Linked DNA regions of Mus musculus: region 1 is linked to region 2. A link is a contact called in public Hi-C data. All regions are on one chromosome and are shown on one strand. The core of a region is the stretch at or near the end of the contact, and the rest is flanking DNA. Distances in the headings are between cores, read along the strand shown. Region 1 holds the start of Tbc1d19 (TBC1 domain family, member 19). Region 2 overlaps Sel1l3 (sel-1 suppressor of lin-12-like 3 (C. elegans)).

Region 1 (5,579 bases), core at 78-2,577, 610 kb after region 2:
TTCTAATGTGTATTCTAATTATTCTATTATTCTAATGTGTATTCTAATGTATAATTACACCTTAGGGCGTTTGCTGACCTACTATTGGCCTTTGGATTAACGTTCAATTAGTTAAATCAGTTACTTCTAATTATAACTATGTTTCATATATTTCCTTGAGGACACAAACTGTATTTTATTAAATATTTGTGCTCACACAGTTCCTTGTATGTAAATGCTCGATAAACTGAAAGTTGGACCATGTCTAAAAGATGGAATGAATGCATAGAAATCTAGATGGTAGATTTCTTAAAGACAAGGACAGTCAGGATCTTAGTCATTTTAAAATTAAGAATACTAAAAAAAAAAGTATTAGTAATTGTTGTTGGTTAATTTGTATGTGAAAGGAGACTAATACCAGGATATGATTGTAGATTCTAGAACAGCAGTTCCCAAGAACCACCCTTTCACAGGACTTGCTTAAGACCATTGAAAAAGGGCTGGAGAGATGGCTCAGTGGTCAAGAGCACTAACTGCTCTTCCAGAGGTCCTGAGTTCAATTCCCAGCAACCACATGGTGACTCAAAACCATCTATAACCATATGACAGTGTACTCATATACATTAAATAAATAAACTCTTAAAAAAGACTTCCTTTAAAAAAAGACCATTGAAAAACACATATATTTATATGTGTTTCATAACAATAGCAACATTACAGTTATGAAGAAGCTGCAAAAAAATTATGATTAGGGTTCACCACAACATGAGGAACTGTATTAAAGTGTGGCTGCATTAGGAAGATTGAGAACCACTGCTGTATAAAGCCTAGAGAATAGAAACAGTCGCAAAGGAAACAAGCGTGCAACTTCATGAATTGCTTCTTACCTCAGCCAACTATCAAAACATCCTGCCAATTGGTGTAAATTGAATTCTGCAATTTAAATACATCGCTTAAGTGCAACAGCTAGTATCAGAGCCCATAATTTTGGGGTGTAACCAGCAGCAATTGTGTTCACAGGCGTGTTCTGCAGAGATTGACTGGTGGAAGAGTTAAGAATCTCTATAATACAGAGTCTATATAGTAAATTTCAACACACACACACACACACACACACACACACACACACACACACACACACCACCTCGTTCTCGGTTCTTTTTTGCACATCTGAAACTTTGTGGCTGCGGAAGAACAAGCTTTTGTTCTGTGTTTTCGATCAGACTGGGTAGGAACAATGAAATCTACTTCCCGGCCCTGGTCTCTTTCCGCCCTCGGAACGCATGTGCGAGGTCTTTCAGATGCGGAGGGGACCAGAGAGGGACGGACGCACGGCCCAGCAGTTGCCTGGCAACGCCCGCTGGAGGAGTCCCGCCGAAAAAAGGTCCGGGAGAAGTGTCAGCGGCCAGGAGTGGGACCCTGCAGCGCATTCTTTCCTTGCCGGCGGCCGTCCCCGCGGCTGGCGGGTTAGGGCAGGGGAAATGTTGCAGGAGGAGTCGGACCTGTCCCTCATCATTGCCCAGATCGTCCAGAAACTCAAGGGCTCCAATTTGTATGCTCAGCTGGAACGGCAGGCCTGGGTAAGCGGGGCTGATGGGAAGCTATGGAGACCGGCAGGCCGCAGGATGACCTGCCTGCTACACTGCCTTCACCCAGGCCAGAGCTTTTTGCTCTCTCCACCCCTTTCTGCTGTTTTAAACCCCTCCCTGAGCCTTGCACCTTGTTTGCTCAGACCCAGGAGTGAGGCAATTGTATTTTTTTAAAGATGGGTGGGGCTCATCACGCCCTTCTTCAGGCCAGAGAATGGCCAAGGCTTCTCCCGTTTATTCTTGTAGTCGTTTAAGGGACCTATTTTTTATTTTTTAGATGTTGGACTCACGAGCAGCATGCCTTCCTTCTTTTTTACTTTCTCGTGGATGGATTGGGATCCCATGTGCTTTATTCTAATGTGTCACTTTGTTGCACTTTGCTCTCCCTACAGTGATTTTTTTTTTAATGTGCCCACCTAGCGTTTATTGAATTCATTTAAACAGACTCGGCCCTGCGAGTAGACAGAATAACCAGTAGAGCTTTACTGTATGAGAATGTAGTGTGAATGGAATCCTACAGTACCAAAACTTTTGTGGATGCTTCTGTCCCCGTTAGGATTTTGAGATCCATCCAAACTTGGTATTTTAGTACTTCTGTTCCCATTAGTTTCTCTAGTTAGTACTTACCTGGTGGATATTTAGGTTGTTTAGAGATTATGGATAATGCCAATATGTATATTCTGTGACTTTATCTTTATCCCATGGATTGTCCAGAAAATGTATTGTTTAGTTTTCAAATTTGGGGAGATCTTTCCAGTTTCTTCCTTTTGTTGATTTCAAGTTTAACTCCAGGATGGATAAAATTTATATTATGTTAATTCTTTAAATTTTGTTGGAGTATTTTTTTATTTTTAAGATTCGTAATTTGTTTTCTCTTGTTGAACATCCTTTGTGTACTTAGTAAACATCTTTTTTTTTTTTATAATTTAGAAATGTCAGTTAAGTAGGTTGAAAGTTTTGTTTAAGTGTATCTTTACTGAGTGTGGTATGTGATGATTAATCTTGTTTGTTGACTTAAAACACCTGAGAAGAGGAAACCTTAATTGAGAAATTGATCTCCTAAGCTGCCTCTGTGGACATATGCACGGGGCATTTTCGTGATTCCTAACTGAAACAGGATGGCTGAGCCCACTGTGGGTGGTACCATCCCTAAGCAGGCAAGCCTAGGCTATATTATCAAGGTACTGAATGATGAGCCTGGGAGCAAGCCAGAAAGCAGATCCTCCAGGGTCTCTGCCGTAGTTTCTACCTTGAGTTGCTACACTGGCTTTTCTCCGTGATAGGCTGTAATTTGTAAGACAAATGAATTCTTTACTCCCCCCACACCCAGTTGTTTTGGGGCAGTGCTTTATCATAGCAACAAAAAGCCAAGCAAAATGTGGTGCTTCAGTTAGCATATATAGGTCATGAGTGAAGCAAACTCTGAGATTTTCCCTGTTCCCTTCCTTACACCCTAGACTGCACCCAGCCTTCTGTTACTTCTGGTTAGAGTCTTGGAGCATAGAGAAATTGCCTCAATATTTCTACTACCTCCCAGCTTCACAAGTCTCTCTGCCTATGTGTCCCTTTCCAAGCAATAGGCTGATTTAGTCTGTGCTAGCACCATGGTAGGTGTGGGAGCTTCTGATTCTACACTATTAGTTCATATACCTTATCTGTGCAGGGTCCTTATTAGCCCTGGCTTTTATTTTTCTTTGTTTTGCAACTAAACTCAGCCTTGTATCTGTGGCAGGTGTGTGAAACAGACACACCTGCTCTGGTGTCTGCTAACATCTCTGAATTGGCATGAGGTCCTAGGCCCAAGAGAATTTTTTTTTTCAACCTGTCCACATTGTAGAGAGCTTTTACAACTATTCTAAACTGGGGAGTTATTGCCTGAAATTTTAAATAGAGAGTTTCTGACATTGCTTGTGATTTAGGGTCGTTGCCTCATGGAAGGGGAGAGTATTGTTGATGTAGCAGTTTTATGCTTGTTTTTACATATTTAGCCAGCAGAAGGTACTCTGCAGATTCCTGTGAAACCCTGGTAGATGCTCATGGGAAAGGGCACAAGATGAAAGTGGATTCCTTCTTTCTTGTACTCTGGGCTACTCTAGACTGGTCTGCTAGCTCATAATTAGTCTGTATACTACGTACCTAACCTCTGTGGTTATCTGGATTATAGCTCATATATGGAAAGTTTAAAAGTTAACATCCACATATAATGGAAACTATACTATATTTATTGGGGGGGGGGAGTATGAGTTACCTCACTCATGCTTATTCTTTTTTCAAGTGCCATCCATCTACCTGCAAATTTTATACTTCTATTTTTCTCAATAGCTGAGTAATATTCCATTGTGTGAATAAACTGCATTCCCATTATCTGTAAGTCAGTTGATGGACACCTGACCTGTTTCCAACTTCTGGCTAGTATGAATAGACCAGCAAGGAGCATAGATGAGCAGAAGTCTGTGTAATAGGATGTAGAATCCTTCAATTATATGCTCAAGGGTAGTAGAGCTGAAACATAAGATAGCTCAATCCCCAGCTTCCTGAGAAACCACCACATTGATTTCCATAGTGGCTGTACACGTTTGCACCTCCCTTTGAATAGAAATGAATAGACATTCCCCCTCCCCTGCATCCTCACCAGCATGTGCTATCAATTTTTTTTTGATCTTCGCCATTCTGAATGAGGAAAAATGGTATATCAAACTAGTTTTAATTTGCATTTTCCTGTTGGCTAAGGTTGTTGTACATTTCTCTAAGTGTTTCTGAGCCTGTTGGGTTTCATCTTCTGGAAACTCTCTGCTTAGTTTTGTACTCCATTTTTTAAAATGAAATGATATTTTAAGAATCATGTTTTTAGTTTTTATTCTTCTATAGTTCTTTATATAGTCTAGATACTAACCGTTTGTAACAATTTGCAACAGTTGATGAAGATCATTTTCCAGTCTGTAGGCCAATGCTTTGCCAGACGATCATGTCCTTTGCTGTAGGAGAGGCTCTCGTAAGGAAGGGGAGATAGAATATATTGTTATGGCGACAAAAAGGGGAAATCAGAATTGGATGATTAAATAAGGAGAGGGATAGGGAGACCACTGAGAGAGACAACTGACAACAAAGGCAATTGGAAACACCAAGTCGACACCTACACCTACAGAAGCTTTCTAAAATATATACACACGTGAAAGGAATTTAAATGAAGTTACCAAATGATAGGGAGACAATGCCCCAAGTAGACATTTTAATACCACTGAGTAAAATGTCCAGTGCCAGGAATGGGCTACTATTGTTAAATTGGTCAAAAGGGTCCCATGGACATGCCTTCATCCCCAAATATCGCAGGCTGTTGCCAAAGCTATCATGCACTCTCCACAACCTGCACTATTGCTGAAGAAAACATTTGTCTGTGTTATCAGACATGGAGAAATCAAGCTGGTGCCTAACTAGAAGCTTCAGTAGTATTGACCAGCATTCATGGTACCAGGAGGTATCCTGCACACTACCAAGGAAGAAAAGTAATAATCAATATCTCTCATCTACAACCTCTGCAACGAGCAGCAGTGACTTGCCTGCGAGATTATACTGGTGCAATATGACACAGTATTAAGGGAGAAACAAACATTAAGGCCCACACCATGAGGTAGAATCCATGACTGTCTTAGGTAGTGTAGGTTTTTTTTTCCCTGTGAAGAGACACTGTGTCCATGGACTCTCTCATAAAGGAAAGCATCTCATTGGGACCTGCGAACAGTTTCAGAGGTTTAGTTCACTGTTATGGCAAGGAAGCTTGGCAGCATGCAGTCAGACGTGGTGCCGGAGAAGGAGCTGAGAGTTTTGCAGTCAGATGTGGTGCTGGAGAAGTAGCTGAGAGTTCTACATTTGGATCTGCAGGCAGCAGGAAGAGAGAGCCACTGGGCCCAACTTGGGCTTCTGAACCCCAAAGCCTATCCCACTGACACACTTCCTCCAACAAGGCCACACCTACTCCAGCAAGACCACACCTCCTAATCCCACTCAAGTAGT
Region 2 (5,868 bases), core at 2,477-4,976:
AAAGCTAGACCTAGCATCCTTTACCATAATCCCAGTGCTGGCAGATGAAGACAGAAGGAAGCCAGGATATTGCTAGGCCAGTGTATCTAGCAAACCAACAAGCTCACGAGAGTAATGGAAACCTACCTCTGACCTCTGGCCTCCACATTTGCACACACTGGTATGTGCATACCCACATACATGAGCACAAACACACATAAGATCCCACACACACTTGACCTGCCTCTCATCCAAGAAGACAGGTTAAATAAGTGATGGACCATCAGGCAATGGACTGCTAAGGATCTGTCAGAAAGAATGAGGCCAAGCAGCATGGCCCGATGGAGAAAGCTCTCTGCTGTATCGCTAATTAGTAGGAGGCTGAGTTGCTCCTGAGCTATCATTTGATTGTGGAGACAGGGAGCTAAACTTAAGGCTTCTATGTGCAGAGGATTATTCTGGAAGGAGAAACAAGAAACACTTGTACCGAGTTTGCTTCTGGGAAAAGGACCAGAAGACTGGGGTGGGCGGAACTTCTCCTTCCCGCTAAACCTTTTTTACACGATTTGAATTTTTTTACCAGGTACATGTATTACCTTTGCAGCTAAGGAAGACAAGAACAAAGGCTCTGGATATTTCTATGCAGGCAGAGAGAAGCAGCCAGCTGCATTCCACTGGCCTCTCTACCCCGGGCCTCTGAGGCTGTTCAGCTCAACCCAATCGCTTCAAAGAGACAAAGTCCAGTGGGTGAAGGAAACATGATTCACATCGATAAAAAGTCAACTTTAAAAAAAGGATTCCTTCTAATTTAGAACCTGGGTTAGGGCTGTATTAGCATATCTCAGAGAGGCGGCATAGCAAAGCCAAAAGAATGGAGGTCTGGACTCCAGTTAAATAATCTCCCTGAGCCTCCAGTTTTCCCCTTCATTAAGAAGAGGAAGAGAATAATGCTGTCTTTCCCTTGAGATTGTTACAAGGATTAAATGAGACAATGTGCCTGGAAAAAGTGTTTTGTTCATTGTAAAGGGCAACGCAGATGCGAGCCACTAATTAGTGTTATTACTGGAAACCTCAGACTACTGTGATTAACTGGGGAAAGGGGGACTGAGTCTCTGGGTTTTTTTTTTAAGTCCAAATATATAGCTTATAATTAGAAATGGATTCTCACGTCATTGGCCTGAACAATCCTGATGCATGTCCAGTTTGTTTGAGAGTCATTTTTATTTTTTTCCACAAGGATGATACGTTAAGCCTGGACCCAAGTTCTGACTTAAATTTCAGTTATTTTATTGTAATAGAATGTTGTTATAAGAAACCATACTTTCAAGTGGCAAGATGGCTCAAGGTGCTTGCAGCCAAGAGATTGAACCTTGGCACCCACATGGTGAAGAAGGGAGTCAATCCCCCTTCAGGTTTTCCTCTGACCTCTATATACACACACACAACTTGGCATGTGCATGTGTCCTCCCCAACCCCAAATTAATAAATAACTGTAATTTTAAATATCGTCCATGATGCTCCAAGAGTTTCTCATCAGACACCTGTCGTGAACGGAGGCACAAGGGCAGAACGGTCACTACTGTTAATGTGGTGCTTGGAAATCTTCACAGTGTGGTCCTGAATAACCTCACCCACGCCTGGCATTCTGCCTTCAAATGCAAGTAAGTGCTTCAGACACATAGCAAGCACACTACTGGTCTGCATCTTCATCTCATAGTGGATGCTGGCAGTCAGTTGACATGACCCTTCATGTGTACAGGCTGGGTCTCAGAGCCCTCTTAACTTCCTCCTGCAGGAAGGCAACACACAGCCTGCCTGCCAAATTGCACATAGAGGGATGTGGCTGTGTCATGCAACCCCTTCCCCCATTCAGCGCTATAACTCCCTCTGTCCTTTCTGCCTTTCTGATATCTTGATCTCCATTCTTCTGACTATGAGAGCTTTGCTTAGCCATCAGGTCTCTGTCCAAATGTCACCTCCTCTGTGACAAACCCCACTGAAGCACCTGATAAGCACATAGCAGCTTAAGTCTAAGGTGAATGGCATGAAATAAATAAATAATTAATAGCTAGCTTTACAGCCCTAGGCACCTGTCTAACCCAATGGTTAAATATGATGTTTGGGAGGCAAATGATCCAGCCTTAAATACCAGCTCTGTGGTTAGTAGTTGTGTGACCTGAAACAGATCATTCTACTTCCCCAAGTCTACTTCCCCATCAGCAAGTTTAGAAGGCAGAGTGTTGGGTAGAGAAGCTAGGCTCTTCCCACGATGTCTGGCACATGACTAGGACTTGGAAATAGAGAGTGGCTGTGACTGTGCCATAGCTGTGTTTGTCTCCTACACAACCACCTTAAAGAGAGGGACTAGCTTTCTACCCGTAAGTTCCCAGATTTGGGGAAGAAACTGGTCGGTAGAGGCTCAGTCAATCTTTGAACACAATACACATCCCAAGAGAGACTGTGTACACCAGCTAGAGGTCCAATAGGCAATTTCTGATTGTGGAAATAAACCGCTCATGAACACACATACATTTGTGGATGGGACAAGGGGAGGTAGCAATTTGGACTAACAGTCAAAGTTTAGGGAGGATTTCAGCAGGGACACATGGAAGGAGGGAAGGCCACATGCTGATGGAGCTGGTGACACTTGTTGGGACAGTGTAGGACAATAAGCATCCTAGGTCAGAGGAACTAAATCAGGAAGACCCAAAAGTGGGAGTGTCAGACTCAACCCACTAAGGCAGAGCTGAGCCATGTGTGTTTGCAAGAGAAGTAACTGGGACCCTGCAGCCTCAGTCAGTGTGATAGGCCATTTGGGAAGCTACGGCTCAAGGAGCTTGCATTATAATGTTCTACAGGAAACCAGAAAATATAGGTATTTAATTACAGTGTTCAAAATACAGAGGTGGATGCTCTCAGCCAACTACTGGACTGAGCACAGGGTCCCCAGTGGAGGAACTAGAGAAAGGACTGAAGGAGATGAAGGAGCTTTAGCCCCATAGGAAGAATAACATCAACCAACCAGTACCTCCAGAGCTCCCAGGGACTAAACCACCAACCAAAGAGTACACATGGAGGGACCCCGTGGCTCCAGACACATAAGTATTAGAGGATGACCTTGTTGGACATTAATGGGAGGAGAGGTCCTTAGTCCTGTGAAGGCTCGATGCCCCAGTGTAGGGGAATGCCAGGACAGGTAAGTGGGAGTAGGTGGGTTGGGGGGAGGGGAGAGATGGGATAGGGATGTTTCAGAGGGGAAACCAGGAAAGGGGATAACAATGTAATGTAATGAAATGTAAATAAAGAAAATATCTAATTTTTTTTAAAAAGGAAAGAACTTTCTGAACAACAACAATAACAAAAAATAATTACAGTGTCCAGTAGTTATTGCCTACAGAGGAGACCAAAAAGATAATGCCAGGCAAGGTCACTATCTCAGACCAGATGGTCACAGAAGCAGGCATTTGAGTGCTGGGATGAAGGAGGTAAAGATGCAACCTGAACAGAGATTAGGAGATGAGCATTCTAGGTGGCAACAGTTACCCACATGTCCTCAAATGTCCCCAAGTGGGACTGAATGTGGCCTGTTTAGGTAGAAGCAAGCAGACTCATGTGGCCAGGAGGTGGAGCCAGCAAGAGCTGCATGACAGCATGGTTTGACTCCCAAGTAGCAGAATAGGGAGGTTCAAAGGGGGACAGAGGTGACCAGGCTGCACTGCACAGCCTTCCAGGAGAGAGAGGAGGCAAGGCTGACGCTGGAGAGCCACGAGGCTGAGGTCAAAGTCCAGGAGGGTGGTGACTTAGACAAGGATGCCAGCAGTCCACGTGGCAAGGAGAGATTGAACAGATGGCATAGACAGTTTCAGCTGTAGCCAACAGCACTGGCAGACTCTTTCCTGAGGGTGTGACAAGGAAGAGGTTCTGAGGATGGCCCGGGTTGAATGTTAACTCCAGCCCCACCCCACCCCGTGTTTTCAGTGAGTTCAGGAATGAGTCAGACACACATTGGACTTAAGGGATAAGGCCCATCCCCTCCCCCAAGGAAACAGACAACAATCAGGTGGAGGAGCCACAGGCGTTGCTTGCCCAGCCGCCTATGGCTCCGTGGCGAGAACACAACAGGGACAGGTATGCAGAAGGGCATGTGTAAGAGTCTTGGTTCAAGGTATCTGAAAGATGTTGATTTTGGATCTGGGTCGGGCTTGTTCAGCAGGGATGGATGCAGACTTGCCAGTTGTCCTCCAAAAGTCAAACCAGTGGTCCAGCCTGGGCCTTTCTTGAGATATTCAGTCCTATCCTGGAACACAAGCTAAGCTGGTGGTAGAGAGGACTTCAACCATTCTCCTGGAAAATCTAGGCACAGGGAGAGTTTGTGCCTTTTCATAAACAACAAAAAAGATGAAGCTGGATCGGGGCACAGAGGCAGGACCATATAGGATATGAGATGCTTGGCTCAGAGAGCATTTTCCAAGCCCTATCTCAATGGGGATGCATTTTACAGAGGGGTCCAGACCTGCAGGTGCCCCTGAAGCTCATCTGGGCTCTCCTGATCTCTCAGCTAGCTGTTGCCAGGAAGCAAAGGAAGTAAAAAGGGCTCTGTTAAGAACCAGGCTTCCCTCTAGCCCCGTTAGCCCACAGCCCCATCCAGAACAAAAGTCAGAGCACGTCTTACAGCCTGCCACACTCGGCTCAGGTGACTTCTCTTTTAAGGAGAGAGGGAAAATGGGCTCATTTTGATAAACAAATCATAGTTGCAGGTGCAGGGCTGGTTTGAGAGTGCCAAAGACTCCCACCTCCATTTTCAGTGATTTTTTAACTCCTAAGAAAGGTTTTCCTGTGTGCAATGATTTGATTAGGTTGGTTCTCACGCCAAAAGTAATGTTCTCAAGAAGGCGGGTAGAAAATTCCCACTGTGCCATTCCTGGCCCTTGCAAACAGGGCAAGGAACAGCAGAAGGAAGAGAAGGCACCCCACCCCCATTTGCAAGGCACCCTGAGAACGTCATTTTAAGACACCCCGTTTGCAATTTGGTCATTTTTCAATGAGAAAGACATACATTTTCGGAACATGAAATGGAATCATGAAGCCTGGTGAAGTCAGAGGCAAAGCAAAACTGTGGCTGTTTGAGCCCTGCCCTGCTCCCTTCTGTTTGACAAATTGGGGGTTCCCTGTGGAAGGCGCTCAGATAGGAGTTAGCATGGGCTCTGCCTGGAGGAGGGTGGCTCACCCATTTATGCATAGTTCCTGTATTCCAGACATCTAATTACCCAGCTCTTCCCACAATCCGTGTGTGTGTGTGTGTATGTGTGTGTGCATGCACTCACACACACACACACCAAGCAAATGCAGATACTATGAAACCTGATTCTAGTCTACAGATAACAGTATTCAGTGGTGTTGGTTCCCTAGTTTTAATACTGTGGTGTGATTACAGAATGCAGTACCAGTGGGAAAAGCTGGACTATGGCACAAAGGACTTCCTCTACCATTTCTCTCATTTCTAGTGGCTCTACAATTAGAGTCAAATAAAGAGCTTTCAAGATGCTGTTTAATGTATGCAGCAAGAACTATGGACCTATATGGCCACACACACACACAGCCACTTTGGAACTTACTAAGAAGTCACCACAACCACTGTTTCCCCAGAAATCATATCCCAAAGGTGAGAAAAAGCATGTCACTAGAGACAGAGCATGGATGGGGTCATGTCCTTAAATCACCTCCCATACCAGCTCTGAAAAAGACCAAGTCTGAGGAACCGACTGGAAAGGCCCATTGTCATGGGCTGTGGAATTCCTGCACCTGCCAAGCCAGCCTGGGAGTTGGGCCAGAGTCTAAACAAGATCAAAGTCCTATCCACAGTCCCACCCCCTAGACCAGAGATTGAAA

Evidence for each region. Hi-C and Micro-C count contacts between places; a contact is called where the count stands out from the background.
Region 1: a contact with region 2 is called in a Hi-C map of bone marrow-derived macrophages, with 11 read pairs. The contact joins the promoter of Tbc1d19 here to the enhancer-like site in region 2. A contact is called at or near these places in 1 of 484 Hi-C or Micro-C datasets (bone marrow-derived macrophages) and 2 of 115 datasets of contacts at active chromatin or transcription factors (bone marrow-derived macrophages and pancreatic cancer cells).

The regions. Positions count from the first base shown.
Region 1 is chr5:53,808,300-53,813,878 of GRCm38.p6, forward strand. Tbc1d19 (TBC1 domain family, member 19) reads left to right here and starts at 1,328. Exons shown (of 21, transcript NM_144517.4): 1 at 1,328-1,559. The coding sequence starts at 1,461.
Region 2 is chr5:53,192,840-53,198,707 of GRCm38.p6, forward strand. All of the region lies in intron 2 of Sel1l3 (sel-1 suppressor of lin-12-like 3 (C. elegans)), which reads right to left. Among named protein-coding and RNA genes, the nearest start is that of Sel1l3, 18 kb to the right of the region's middle. Within about 2 kb of position 3,727, at least 77 of the 459 cell types and tissues checked have an H3K27ac peak or open chromatin away from gene starts, as enhancers often do. A contact at or near this core is called in bone marrow-derived macrophages and pancreatic cancer cells, where this site is marked.